Regions from separate parts of the Danio rerio genome. Here region 1 is linked to region 2. A link is a contact called in public Hi-C data. All regions are on one chromosome and are shown on one strand. Each heading gives the region's core, a stretch centred on a gene start, on an enhancer-like site or on the middle of the called end of the contact. The rest is flanking DNA. Distances are from core to core; before and after follow the strand shown. Region 1 overlaps ttyh3a (tweety family member 3a). Region 2 holds the start of chst12a (carbohydrate (chondroitin 4) sulfotransferase 12a).

Region 1 (6,360 bases), core at 439-2,938, 250 kb after region 2:
GTAGTTATGAGTAAAATGTAGTCTTTTAATCTGTAGCAGTGATGACATTTCTTTCAAATTAAAAAAAAAAAATCTTTTCATTTAGAGCATTTTTTACCGCATTTTTGCAGTTAAAAATTAACAAAACCCTAAAAAAAATTAAATTACCAGAAATGGAATCATTTATAAACGAAATGCTCTAAATGACAATATTTTTATTTAGAGGAATGTCATCAGACCATTAAAGAATAAAACACACTCAAAGCCATAACCAGTGCTTAATTTTTAAATGAATAATTCCCAGAGCAAAGCCTGAAAATAAAAGTACAGTGACCGACTTCCACCACACAATTTTAGTTTCCCCGGAACATGACATCACTAAATGGTGATAGCACTCGTATTTTAAAAAGAGCATCCTTTTTCTGAACTTTATTTTGTACCACATAACATTATGGGTCAGTCATGGATAATAAAAACATGTAGCTACAAACATAAATCTTACGAACAATCAATATTCAGTTCACATCACTATTATGTGCAAAGTGAAAAAAGAATAATTAAAAGACTCACCCAGTCTAATCTACAAGAAGAGCTACAGTTACCTCTTCTGTCATGTTTTCTGGCTGACTTTGCTTCTGTCTCCTGCTATCCTGATCCATTCACGCAGTTTCATCTTCTCGTTTGATCAGGCCCTATATCAGATTTACTTGTGGTTTTAAAAAAATGAATATATGCCTGACTGCCTCTTTGCCATTTTGAAAATACAAATATTCTTTATGTTGGCCACTATGCCATTAGTTATTTTCACTGCACGCGAAACAATGACCAACCAATAAGAGTGACTGCAAACATAAGAAAGCCGTTTAGCTGAAAATTTTGTAGAGGGCCAAAATTTTAACGTGAGTTTTGCTTTAACTTGCACTTGATGACTATTTACCATGCACAAGTTAATGCCGGATCCTGTAAAATAAATACTGGAACGCAAAACACGAAAATCAGACATTTTCCGGAACAGGATCCGGCAAAATCCATCTCAAATTAAGCACTGGCCATAACTAATCAATTCATTAAATCTATATAAAAAACAATAGCTTTCAAGTTGTCATTTAATTTTTTCCATAGCTTTTTTTCTGATTAAAATTCAGATTATAAATCTTGGCATTAAACACCATTTTGAATTGACACATTTGTTGTGTCTGCATTCGTGCACTAGCATAAAGCATGTTTCTGGCCTTATTTCTCACACCATTTCACTGTAATAACCATCAATCCTCATCCCTAAAACTGCTATCAAAGAAGACCTCAACTCAAACCTGGGCTAAATTCTCACTGCTCAGAGTTCATCATCCTATTGAGATAGAGACTGGTTCAGTTATATTACAGTAGACTTCACTGATGTAAACTGTAGATTCGGCATGTGGCAAATGGAGAAGGTCACATTTCTTCAGAGAACAGAGGCCATGCAGGAATGTACGGGCATTAAACCATATCCAGTCCTTCAGTTCTGGAGCTTTCTGAACCTCTGGCAAGAGCACCACAATTGCGCAAGGGCAGCATAAATGAACACACACACACAAATGCATGTCACTCAATCTATCTGTAAGTAATGTGGTTCATACAGATGCAAACACACACACACACATACTGGATGAACTAGCTGCCTGAACTGAACCGGCCATCTGGAACATTCCTCCGACAGCAGTATTTACATGAATCAAGGACGTCCTTTATCCGCTGGGTTGAAGAGCACACGTCAGAGATCAGCATGGCTGGATGGTGGGCCTGGGGTGAAACTGAATTGGGAGAGTGGGAGTAGATGTGGTGCGAGTGGGAGCTGTAGACTGTTCGGAAAAGAGATGCTGTTCTTCTAGTTTGCTGCGGAGCTGCTGTTGGGGTCAGGTCGGGTGTTGGCCAGGTATTTGGCTCTCATACTGGATGTGTACTACAGAGAGACAAAAAACAACAACAACAATTTGGATTAAAATCATTTAGATTCTGTGTAGAGCTGATGATAAGATCAAAAAAGAAAAATAATTCTCATTTAGGTGTTTTTGATTAATTAAAGTAAGTCATACTTAAAAATAGACATTTGAAATGCTTGCTAAGTGTCTACTTAAAGGGACACTCCACTTTTTATTTAGAAATATCATTAGAAATAGGCTTATTTTACAACTTCGCTAGGGTTAAACAAGGTCATTTTTGACCATTTTTGAATCCATGTTTCTACGGCAAATTTAGGTGAGCTTAGCATAGATCATTGAATCTAATTAGCCTATTAGCATCTTGCTCAAAAAAAAAAAAGATTAAATAAAATAATAATTAAGCTTGACAATTTAAAAGAAAAATACATTGGGTTAGTAAGAGCGATAGGAAAAGTTTCCTTATTTTTGTAATACAGAAGTACCAAGCTTTTTATAAATACTAAGAATTATAAAATTGAGTAAGATGCTAATGGTCTAATTTGATTCTATTATTTATGCTAAGCTAATGAAGTGCTATGTAGGTAAACCTCACTCCTCTGACCACTTAAAAAAAAAAAGAAAAAAAAAAGGGTGCTCTAGCGACAGATGCTAGAGGCCATGTTCTTTAGCCTCCTTGTTAGAGTAACTGACTCCCATGTGAATAATATCTGAATGCAGCCTTGATGATGCAACATTAGATTGCATATCTCAGACATGCAATGCCAGACACAATGCACTCAATGGAGCTAGTGAGGGGTAGGGTTAGGGGTTGGGTTAGGTTAGCCCATTAAAAAGCATTGCATGCAGCTCAGATTGCACTGCACCAGGTCTGCAGCCAGACCTCTTGGGAAGTTGTGCGTAAAATGAGCCTCTTTCTAAAAAAAAATATGGAGTTTTCCGTTAATGTTTTCAAATAACTTTTGAGAAAACAAAATTGTAAAAACCTGGGTGAAATGCATCATAAACATAGGCCTGGTCTCACGAGTTAGCTAGATAGGTCAGGACTAGGTCTTAGTTTAATTTAGTTAGGGTATTTAAACTGTTTAAAAAATACAAAACTGAAAACACATTACTGGTGTGCATCTTCAGACAAAACTATTTCATCTATATATTTAAAGATATGTCACACTAAGTTCTTTACAAGTAAAAAACCTCATGCCTGCAATTTAGTCTAGGACAAGCCTTAAGCCATGTCTATGGAACCAGGGGTTAGTCTAACCTTACTAAAACATACAAAAGCAAAAGTGATCATATTAAGTGCTATATATTCATATTATTTAAAACGTATTGCTTATAGATGGCGGTCTTTAAATCTTTAATTGTGCAACAATGTGTTTCTAAATATGCCAGACAATATTAATATCATTATTTTTATTATTTTTTGGTATGTAAAATATTGGTAAACTGAATTACAATTTATTGGTTGTATGAATCGACTCAATAAATAAATAAATAAATAAATAAATAAATAAAATAAATACAGCTTTTATTAGAATGTTATTGTCTTTGACCCATGATCACTAAATGTATTCATGATAATGTATATAGCATCCCTAACATACAGTGTTTGTTTTTTAATTGTTTCAAATATTTTAATTCACTATTGCAGAATCATTTCGACAGCCTTTGTAGATACTGATCTGTCCAAGGGACAAAAATAAACAAAATGTTAGAAGGGTAAAAATGCACATATTAACTTGATCTGTTGCTCATAAACAGTAAGCTGTCAAGCTACATCAGAAATGGTGCTTTTACCTTTTTTACTAATATGACAAAAATGAGTACAAAAATAGTCCTAAAATGCTAAATGTAAAGTCTCAATCAGTTCCCTTGAGCTCATTTTATTCTCTCTGAGTTTTTGAGTGTGGCATGAATGCAATTGGAGGATTACTCTCACTCTTTCTATCCTTATGTTTGCATTGTGGCTTTTAAAAAAGCTCTTTCCTCCTGTAGGACTGAACTGCCTGATCTGTATTTTCTAATTCAACGTACGCTGATAATCATCAGTGTAGATGACAGATGCAGTAAATGGGGTTGAAAGCTCTTAGCTACAGCATATTAATACTGACAGTATTATTATGTATCACTAATAACAACACTTCAAAGTACAACAATAAAACAACAAACTACACATGAACGGAAATCTAATTTTACAAAAAAAAAAAAAAAAAAAAAAACAACAACATGGCTTTTTGTGCAATCTATAAATGCAGGAAGTGGAGGAATTTGTGTTGACAAGCCTTAAGGTACATTCACACTGACTGAGATTTGTGAAAAAATTAAGAACATGATTCACTTTGTTGGATAAGGTATAATAGTTAACATAAACACATGTTGTCATGAATTATTGATCATATTTTACTTTTATTTTACACTGTGGGAAGGCAAAATGTTCATTTGCTGAAAATCCTTAGTTGTGAGTAATCTCTAATCATAGATAGTGTATGTAGCTCCTGTCATAGAGTTATTAAATTGCACACAGCTGTTTGTTTTTATTAGAAATTCCTATGTAGGCTTAACAAACTGAAAGTCGCAATGTCAATCTTATAGGTTTAATTTTAAAACCCCAATAAAAAAAATGGAGACACATTCCGTAAAGTTCATTTTAAAGTAAAACATATTGTAGCCTATATTTTTTATAGGGTGTCATGATGTTTTATAAAAATTCTAAGTAAAGACCTGGAGAAATACAATTCATTTTATTTTATCTTATTCTTAAGTGAGAATGTTGCACTTAAGACGCAGAGACGAATTAAAATACATAAATGTGCATGTGTTTTAAACCAAATCAGCACACCATTAGTGCCAAATAAAAAATTTCTGAGCATCAAATTCAGTGCATTGGCTGGCATCAACCTGTCTGAGCAGACCAAAGAAAATGACAATTGACGTTCCGCCACAAGATGGCGACAGACCTGGCAAACAAAGTCCTTAGGAAAGAAAAACAGCATTTTCTAAGTGTTAAACTACAGCTGAATAAATTAGGTAAGTGACATTCGATCTCTTTCTTTTTTAGTTTGTATTGCTTTATTTATACCATATTCCTATTCCAGAATTCCTATTTATACCAGAAAATGGCGGTGTTTGCTTTGCTCTAGCTTTTTTGGGGTTAATTATTGTGAAATCCCGATTGCAGCAGAGACATATTGAGGAATCTCTGTAGACTGATGACATTTCATGCCGTTCAGCCTTATAATCTTAAAATGTGAGCAAAAATGACCTGTTTTTTCATAACTTTAGACATTACCCTAGAGAATCACTCAATACTAGCTCTAAAGTGACGTTTACAAGTACCAACGGTTTCTGCTGTTCTGACCATCAGTTGTGCAGATGTGGATGAATGGTGGAAGAAAGTAGTTTCCCTTACAAAAGGATTTTTGAGACTATGTTTGATTTTGTTTTTGCACACACGATTATGCCATCAAACTGTTGTATAAATGCAATATCACATTTGATATTGCTTGATATAGCGATATGGCTGTATAAAGCACTTGGTCTATGGCCTTGAGTCAACGTACGCCTCCTACCAGTGCCGATATACAGCCATATCGCACTGCTAATTGTGTGATATTGCTCATGTATTGTATAGTATTAAAATGATACCTCACCCAAATATTGAAATGTCTCTTTTATTGTAATGTATTTTATTGTATTATTTTGTATTGCATTAAAAGTTCATCCAAATAATGTTATGTCTTTTTTTATTTAGTATTTTACTCAGTCAACTGGTTCAAAGCTTGTGTGCATTTCTTTCTTCAGTTGAACACAAAACAAGATACTCTAAAGAATGTTGGGGGAGACATAGAAATCGACATCCATAAAGCCTGGTTTATACTTCTGCATCAAGTGATCGGCATGACCCATGGCACAAGCCTTGCGCATTGCCGTGCATTTATACATCTGCACGCTGTTTGTGATCCTCTGTTTGTGAAACGCTAGCGGGCAGTGAGCTGTTTATGTTCCTTTGTGTGGAGTTTCTTCTCTGGTGTTTTGTTTTTTCTGAACGCTTTCTTAATGTACAAGTGGCTCAAACTCGGTCATTTTGAGGCGGGAACTGGCGGACGTGCAACAACTTTAACCATAAGGTCAACACAAAACAAAACTTTTCATCTGGAGCTCCTTCACGGGACTCGACTCGCTTATGCGGACTCACGCAGCTCTCTGTCCCACCCACACTCATCAGCGCTACCAAGCCAACCAATCACAGAGCTTGCGCTATGCATCGTTGCGACTTGTAGTTACATTTTTTGAGAGGTGCACGTCAGCGATGCCGACGGCCACTGCAAGGGCTATGCATCCACGGCGCCTACAGCACAGCCTACATGTGCGCAGAAGTATAAATCAGCCTTTATAGAAAAAAAGAAAACGTGGAAGTCAATGGCTACTTTTTTCTCAGCATTCTTCAGCATATCTTCCATTG
Region 2 (5,985 bases), core at 2,353-4,852:
CTGTGGTAGGGCTGCACAATATTTAATAAAATCAGACATTGCAATATCTTTATGCGATATGTATAGCGATATGAATGCAGTTTTAACAGATGGTTCAATAGCACTATTTTGGGGAAGAAATCTTGAATTTAGACTGATTATGGTGGTTTTGTTGGGGAATGAATCATGGACAAAAAATAAACAAATTGCAAGCAACAATGTATACAATAGAGCAGTGGTTGTCAAACAGTGGTACACAGGCTTCCTTCTAGTGGTACGCAGAGGAATCACTGAATAATTAAAGTAAAAAATAAACACGCTTTAACCCTTTAATGCGTATACTAACACCGATGTGATCAGCAAATTGATTTTAAAAGGATAAACCTTTTATTTTATTAAAATTTTTCTAATGTATTCTATCATTTGAAGCTAATTTCCTCCCCATATTTGTAACGGTTGTTGGGGGCACATCCCGTATTTATATATAATCCCAATGTTGATGGGTTTAGTTTAATCACCTGCTTTTCTGGCACACAAAGCCTACTCTTATGCTCAGTGAGCAGGTCTAATTTCTAAATTAAATATTTAAATTCAAATGGTATATTTAAAATACACACTAATGTTTAGATTTCAAAAGAGTTTATATATGAATATGATGGCATACAGCCTATATTTATAAGGTCCAAGGAACATTTGCAGGTTTTGATGAATAAGCTGCTTTATGATAATACTTTACATTTACGCACAGAAGTTTTCTTTTTTTACTTTTTAAGAACAGAGCTATTTTTTTATTAACTTTTAAAAGCACATTTTAATTTAAATGTTGACATTTTATTTATTTTTTTCCTGTAAGCACAGTACAGTGTTAATGTTCAAACTATTTATAATGGTTAAAGTGTTTCACAATAATAAGTATTCATAATAATAGTAATTAATCTGCCTGGTTTTTGAACTCTGCAGAGCTTTAGCTGCTTAATAAGGCCTACTACGCTACTGTATTTCAATATTGGTCATTATGGTGGTACATGGAGAGACACTTTTTTTTTTCTGAGGTGGTAATAGAGCAAAGAAAAAAGTAAAACAAACAGCGTTATGGTTTTCTGGAGTGTCAAACAGAATTCAAGTACAGAATATTCAAATCAATTGTAAAATGTTAAATAGCAATGTATAGACTTTATTGTATTAATAAAAAGAAGAATTATTGTTTCTTCAAAGTTACAAATGTTGTTCTTTTTCTCCCCAAATGCTTCAATCTCTCTTGAAATGCTTTCAAAACACATGCAAATGATACATTTTCACTCTGTTTTAGTTACACTTTGAAGTTACCCAACAATTCTCAGGCATTCTTAACTGTGGTGCTGATCAACTATAATCCAAACCAACATTGCATATCCTGCGATGTGACTATTGCAGATGCACACATTGCGATATCAATGCTGAAACAATATATCGTGCAGCCTTAGCCTGAGGGGTGAGTAAATTAAAGGATTTCCACGTTTCTATTTTTAAATTAGCACATTCTCTTTAAGGCTAGAAAATACTACACAGTTTTAAAAATCACTTTCCACCTAAAAATCTCCTTCAGATTCTCTGCCTTTTGTTTTAATCCAAGGAGAATCTACAATCATATGTGGTTTATAATAATATTTAAGTCATATTTCTGGAAATCTGTTGCACAACATTTGGGTACTGTTAATTTTTGACTCACACTACATAAAATGTAAAATAATCAAACACTATTTTAGGAAAACATGCTGAGTGTTTTTGCTGTAAGTTGAGTGGAAAGTTACAATAAGTTGCTTGTCTGTGGTCTATAAAGCTCTAAGAATAATTAGGCCACTGAAGATGGTAGCAGGAAATGAAGCTGCACATGCTAGCATTATATATTTCTGCTGCTGCTTAAGGAGACGTCATCCAGCACAAAGGAAACATGTTATTTTGTAAGATAGTGTCTGCATTGCAAACATTGTTTCTGAATTTTTTTAAAATGTATAATATGTATACCAACACAGTACCATTGTCAGAAATCCAATTCAGATGTTCGGGAAAGAAAAAGTGCACCTCAGGATGCAAAATTAAGTTTTTAACAATTGTGATGCTATGGAGCCAGATCAGTCTCAAAAGTAACAGCACAATTCATATGTACAAAATCCAATATGTAAATTCATAGATGCACAAAACCAATTTGTGAATTCACAAGTAAAAGGAATAAACATTTGCCCAAATTAATTGAGTCTGTATATTTATGAATTGTGTTTTGAATTATGAATTTGATTTTGAAATTCTGAATTAGATTTGTGTATTTATGAATTGTTCTGAATTTACAAATTAGACTTGTGTATTTATGAACAGTTTTTTAACTTTACAAATTATATTTGTGTATTTATGAACAGTTTTTTTAATTTACAAATTAGATTTATGTATTGATAAACTGTGTTTTGAATTTACTACTTGGATTTTGAAATGGACCCTTTCACAAGACTATTATGACGCATTTAACGGTCATCATAATCTTAAATCCTTGAAAGATTTTAGTAATTAGATTTTCGAAAAAAGACATTAGAACTTATCTGTATTTATGAATGTATTATATCACCTTTGTGTCAAATAAAAAAAAAAAAAGTAATTATCACTTAGGTGAGGTGTTTCTAATGTTTTTATGGGGCTGTGAGTAAATTTGATGTTATTCTGTCGTCTGGTTGCCGTCATCAGTCTTAACACCATCATGGAGTTTTTCTTTTATTTCAGCAAATACAATTGTAAAAAAAAAAAAAAATTGCTGTATTCTCCAATTAGCTCAACTCTAAGTTTACCTAACAATGACTACTTCTGCTACTGAGAAACCAGGAAATGAGTAAAGGGTCTATTCTGAATTGGATTTGTGTTTTTATAAATTATGTTATGAATTTATTAATTATTTTGTAAAACTTTTATGAGACTGATCTGGCTCCATATGATTCAGAGTTTGGACAGTAAGTTGTTTACATAAGATTCCATTTGTATACGCATATAATCTTATTTGAACCAACAGTGTAAATGTAGCTTCATTTGCTACAAAACGACTGAGAATAACAGCCACCTCAGGTATGATCATGTGCCTTGTTTTTATGAAACACACAAAATATTGATGATATAACGTGATCTAATTTTGCCTCAACATTTTAAACATGTCTAATGTTTTCTACTAGATGAAATTTTGTCTTCACCTGAAAAAACAAAAAGGTGAGAGAGATGATCAGAGACGGTCATATGTTCCTCAATTTCTGGTGAAATCTGTCAACTCTTACCACCTAAAATGAGCAATTAGCATTGAATTTAAATTGAGGTAAAATATGTGTGTTTTATTTTATTCTAGCTTTTTAAGCTAACAATTTAAATTGACACAGCACCACTGTGTTTTCATGGTAAGTGATGAAATATAGTTTTTTATTATACTAAAATAGAATGCTCAGTCATGATTAACCAGTCAGAAGGAAGTTTGAATGCTTTATCATATAAAGAGAATCTAAAATGTTAGTTGTCTGTTGTGTAATGAGAACCACAAGATTGTGCCACATATGTCAGCCACAGTCTTGACTTCCCTTTTCTGATTTGTTTCCTTTTACTTCAGAGAATGATGAATGCAGTCTGGGCAGTCGCTTGTATAATGGAGTTGAGGTGAGAATGGCTCTTTCTCAATCAAAATCTACCAAAATGGGAAAGTCAAGGTTATTCCGCATTTTCATGATTGTGGGTGCCGTCTTCATGATCCTTCTTATAATCATATACTGGGATGATGTGGGGGCCTCTAATTTTTACTTGCACACTACCATCTCCGGACCCCATCCGTCACGCCTCTCTCCACAGGGCCGTCGTGGGCCTGAAAAGAAAGTAGAGGAAGACAAGGAGAGCTCGTTCTTGACGGACATAGATGCATTTGTCAACCAGTTTCTAGAAGGAACCGCAGACCCTACAGAACAGGTGCGAGGAGAACCCCCTCCTGGAGAACCTCACAATCAGTCCTCTGAGAAATCAGATGAGAAATTTGTCCCGAGACGAGAGTGGAAGATCCATCTGTCCCCCATTGATCCTGAGAAAAAGCAAAAGCAGGAAAATAGAAAGCAGCTGATCCAGGATGTGTGCGGCAACAAAAGCGTCTTTGACTTCCCCGGAAAGAACAGAACTTTTGACGACATTCCCAATAAAGAGTTGGATCACCTCATCGTGGACGACAGGCATGGGATTATCTACTGTTACGTTCCCAAGGTGGCCTGCACAAACTGGAAGCGCATTATGATTGTGCTGAGTGAGAGCCTGCTAGTGGATGGTGTGCCCTACCAAGACCCTCTAGATGTTCCTCAGGAGCTCATCCACAACAGTAGCCTGCACTTCACCTTCAACAAGTTCTGGAAGCGCTATGGAAAGTTTTCACGGCACCTCATGAAAATCAAGCTCAAGAAATACACCAAGTTTTTGTTTGTGCGGGACCCTTTTGTACGACTGATTTCTGCCTATCGCAACAAATTCGAACAAGAGAACGAAGACTTCTACAAGAGATTCGCTCATGTCATGCTAAAAAAATACAGCAATTACACCGATCCACCGGCATCAGTAGTGGACGCCTTTGCCGCAGGAATTCGACCGTCTTTCTCAAATTTCGTTCAGTATTTATTGGATCCTAGCACTGAGAAAGAGATGCCTTTCAACGAGCACTGGAGACAAATGTACCGTTTGTGCCATCCCTGCCAGATAAATTATGATTTCGTGGGGAAGCTGGAGACTTTGGATGAGGACGCTGAGCACTTGTTGCGTATTCTCCGCGTAGACAATATCGTCGAGTTCCCAGAAAGCCATCGCAACAGAACGGTCAGCAGTTGGGAGCAGGACTGGTTCGCCAACATACCTTTAGAAACCAGAAAAGAGCTGTACAGGCTCTATGAAGCTGACTTTAAACTGTTTGGATATTCCAAACCAGAGAAGCTTTTACATGAGTAATGCATTGATCATCAACTTTATCAGGGTGCTGAAACGATTCTCACAGCACAATCAACAGGGGCAATAGGAGTTCCTGCTGCCTGGTTCTTAATGTGCGGCTCTTTCACATGATGCTGTTAATGAAGGCTCTTTCACATGACTCCAGTTCGAAGGGTCAATGTTAGATTAGTTAGATTGATCCAGTTAGCTCCTCCAGATAGGTTCTGTAATTGCAGACATTGCTTTCTCCATTGTTTGCCATTCAAAAGTGCAGTGCCCTCCTGAACGTGACGTGGAAAAAAAGTTATTATAACCATGAATTTAGAATATGTTTACAAATTATTCATTCCCTCCCTCATAGTTAAATCATGGCCACAGTTTACTCATTTAAGTTTAGTTGAAGCCATTTTGCACTCATATGATGTCTATTTTAATGTGGTTCAAATCAAATCAAAGTAATTAAATGAAAAACTCTGAGACAAAAACCTCACAGGGAACCTCTCTCTACACAATGCTTGTTAAAGGCTGATTTATACTTTTGCGTCAAGCGCACGCGTATGGTCCGGCACAGCCTTCGCATAGCCCTTGCCATGGCTGATGCTAACGCTGATGCGCACCTCTCAAAAAATTTAACTACATGTCGCAACGATGCGTAGTGCAAGCTCTGTTATTGGTAAGCTTGGGCAGCTGTGACAAGTGTGATCGAGCCCAGTGGAGCGAGTGTTTACAAGTGTCGAGTCCTGTGAAGGAGGTCCAGATGGAGACTTATGTGTTTACCTTATGATTAAAGTTGTTGCACGTCTGCCAGTTCCCGCAGTTAGCCACTTGTACATTAAGGTAGCAATCAGGAAAAAACAAAACACCAGTGATGTAACTGGACACAGAGGAACATAAAAGCCTACTGCCAGCTAGCGTTTTGGAAGTGTTATTGCAGAGCAACACAAACAGCATGCAGAAGTATAAATGCATGACTGCACACAAGGCTAATGCCATGAGTCACGTCGATCACGCGACGCTATTATTATAATTATAAATAAGTATGTGCAAGCCAGT

The links. Hi-C and Micro-C count contacts between places; a contact is called where the count stands out from the background.
Region 1: a contact with region 2 is called in a Hi-C map of embryo, with 2.5 times the contacts expected there. The contact joins the enhancer-like site here to the promoter of chst12a in region 2. A contact is called at or near these places in 4 of 18 Hi-C or Micro-C datasets (caudal fin, embryo, hematopoietic stem cells and 1 more) and 2 of 4 datasets of contacts at active chromatin or transcription factors (embryo and gastrula embryo).

Annotation. Positions count from the first base shown.
Region 1 is chr3:40,983,888-40,990,247 of GRCz12tu, forward strand. It overlaps ttyh3a (tweety family member 3a), which reads right to left. Exons shown (of 14, transcript XM_679082.10): 14 at 380-1,921. The coding sequence ends at 1,847. Among named protein-coding and RNA genes, the nearest start is that of lfng, 46 kb to the left of the region's middle. Within about 2 kb of position 1,689, at least 7 of the 62 cell types and tissues checked have an H3K27ac peak or open chromatin away from gene starts, as enhancers often do. A contact at or near this core is called in gastrula embryo, where this site is marked.
Region 2 is chr3:40,732,735-40,738,719 of GRCz12tu, forward strand. It overlaps chst12a (carbohydrate (chondroitin 4) sulfotransferase 12a), which reads left to right and starts at 3,603. Exons shown (of 1, transcript NM_213547.2): 1 at 3,603-4,978. The coding sequence starts at 3,643. The coding sequence ends at 4,953.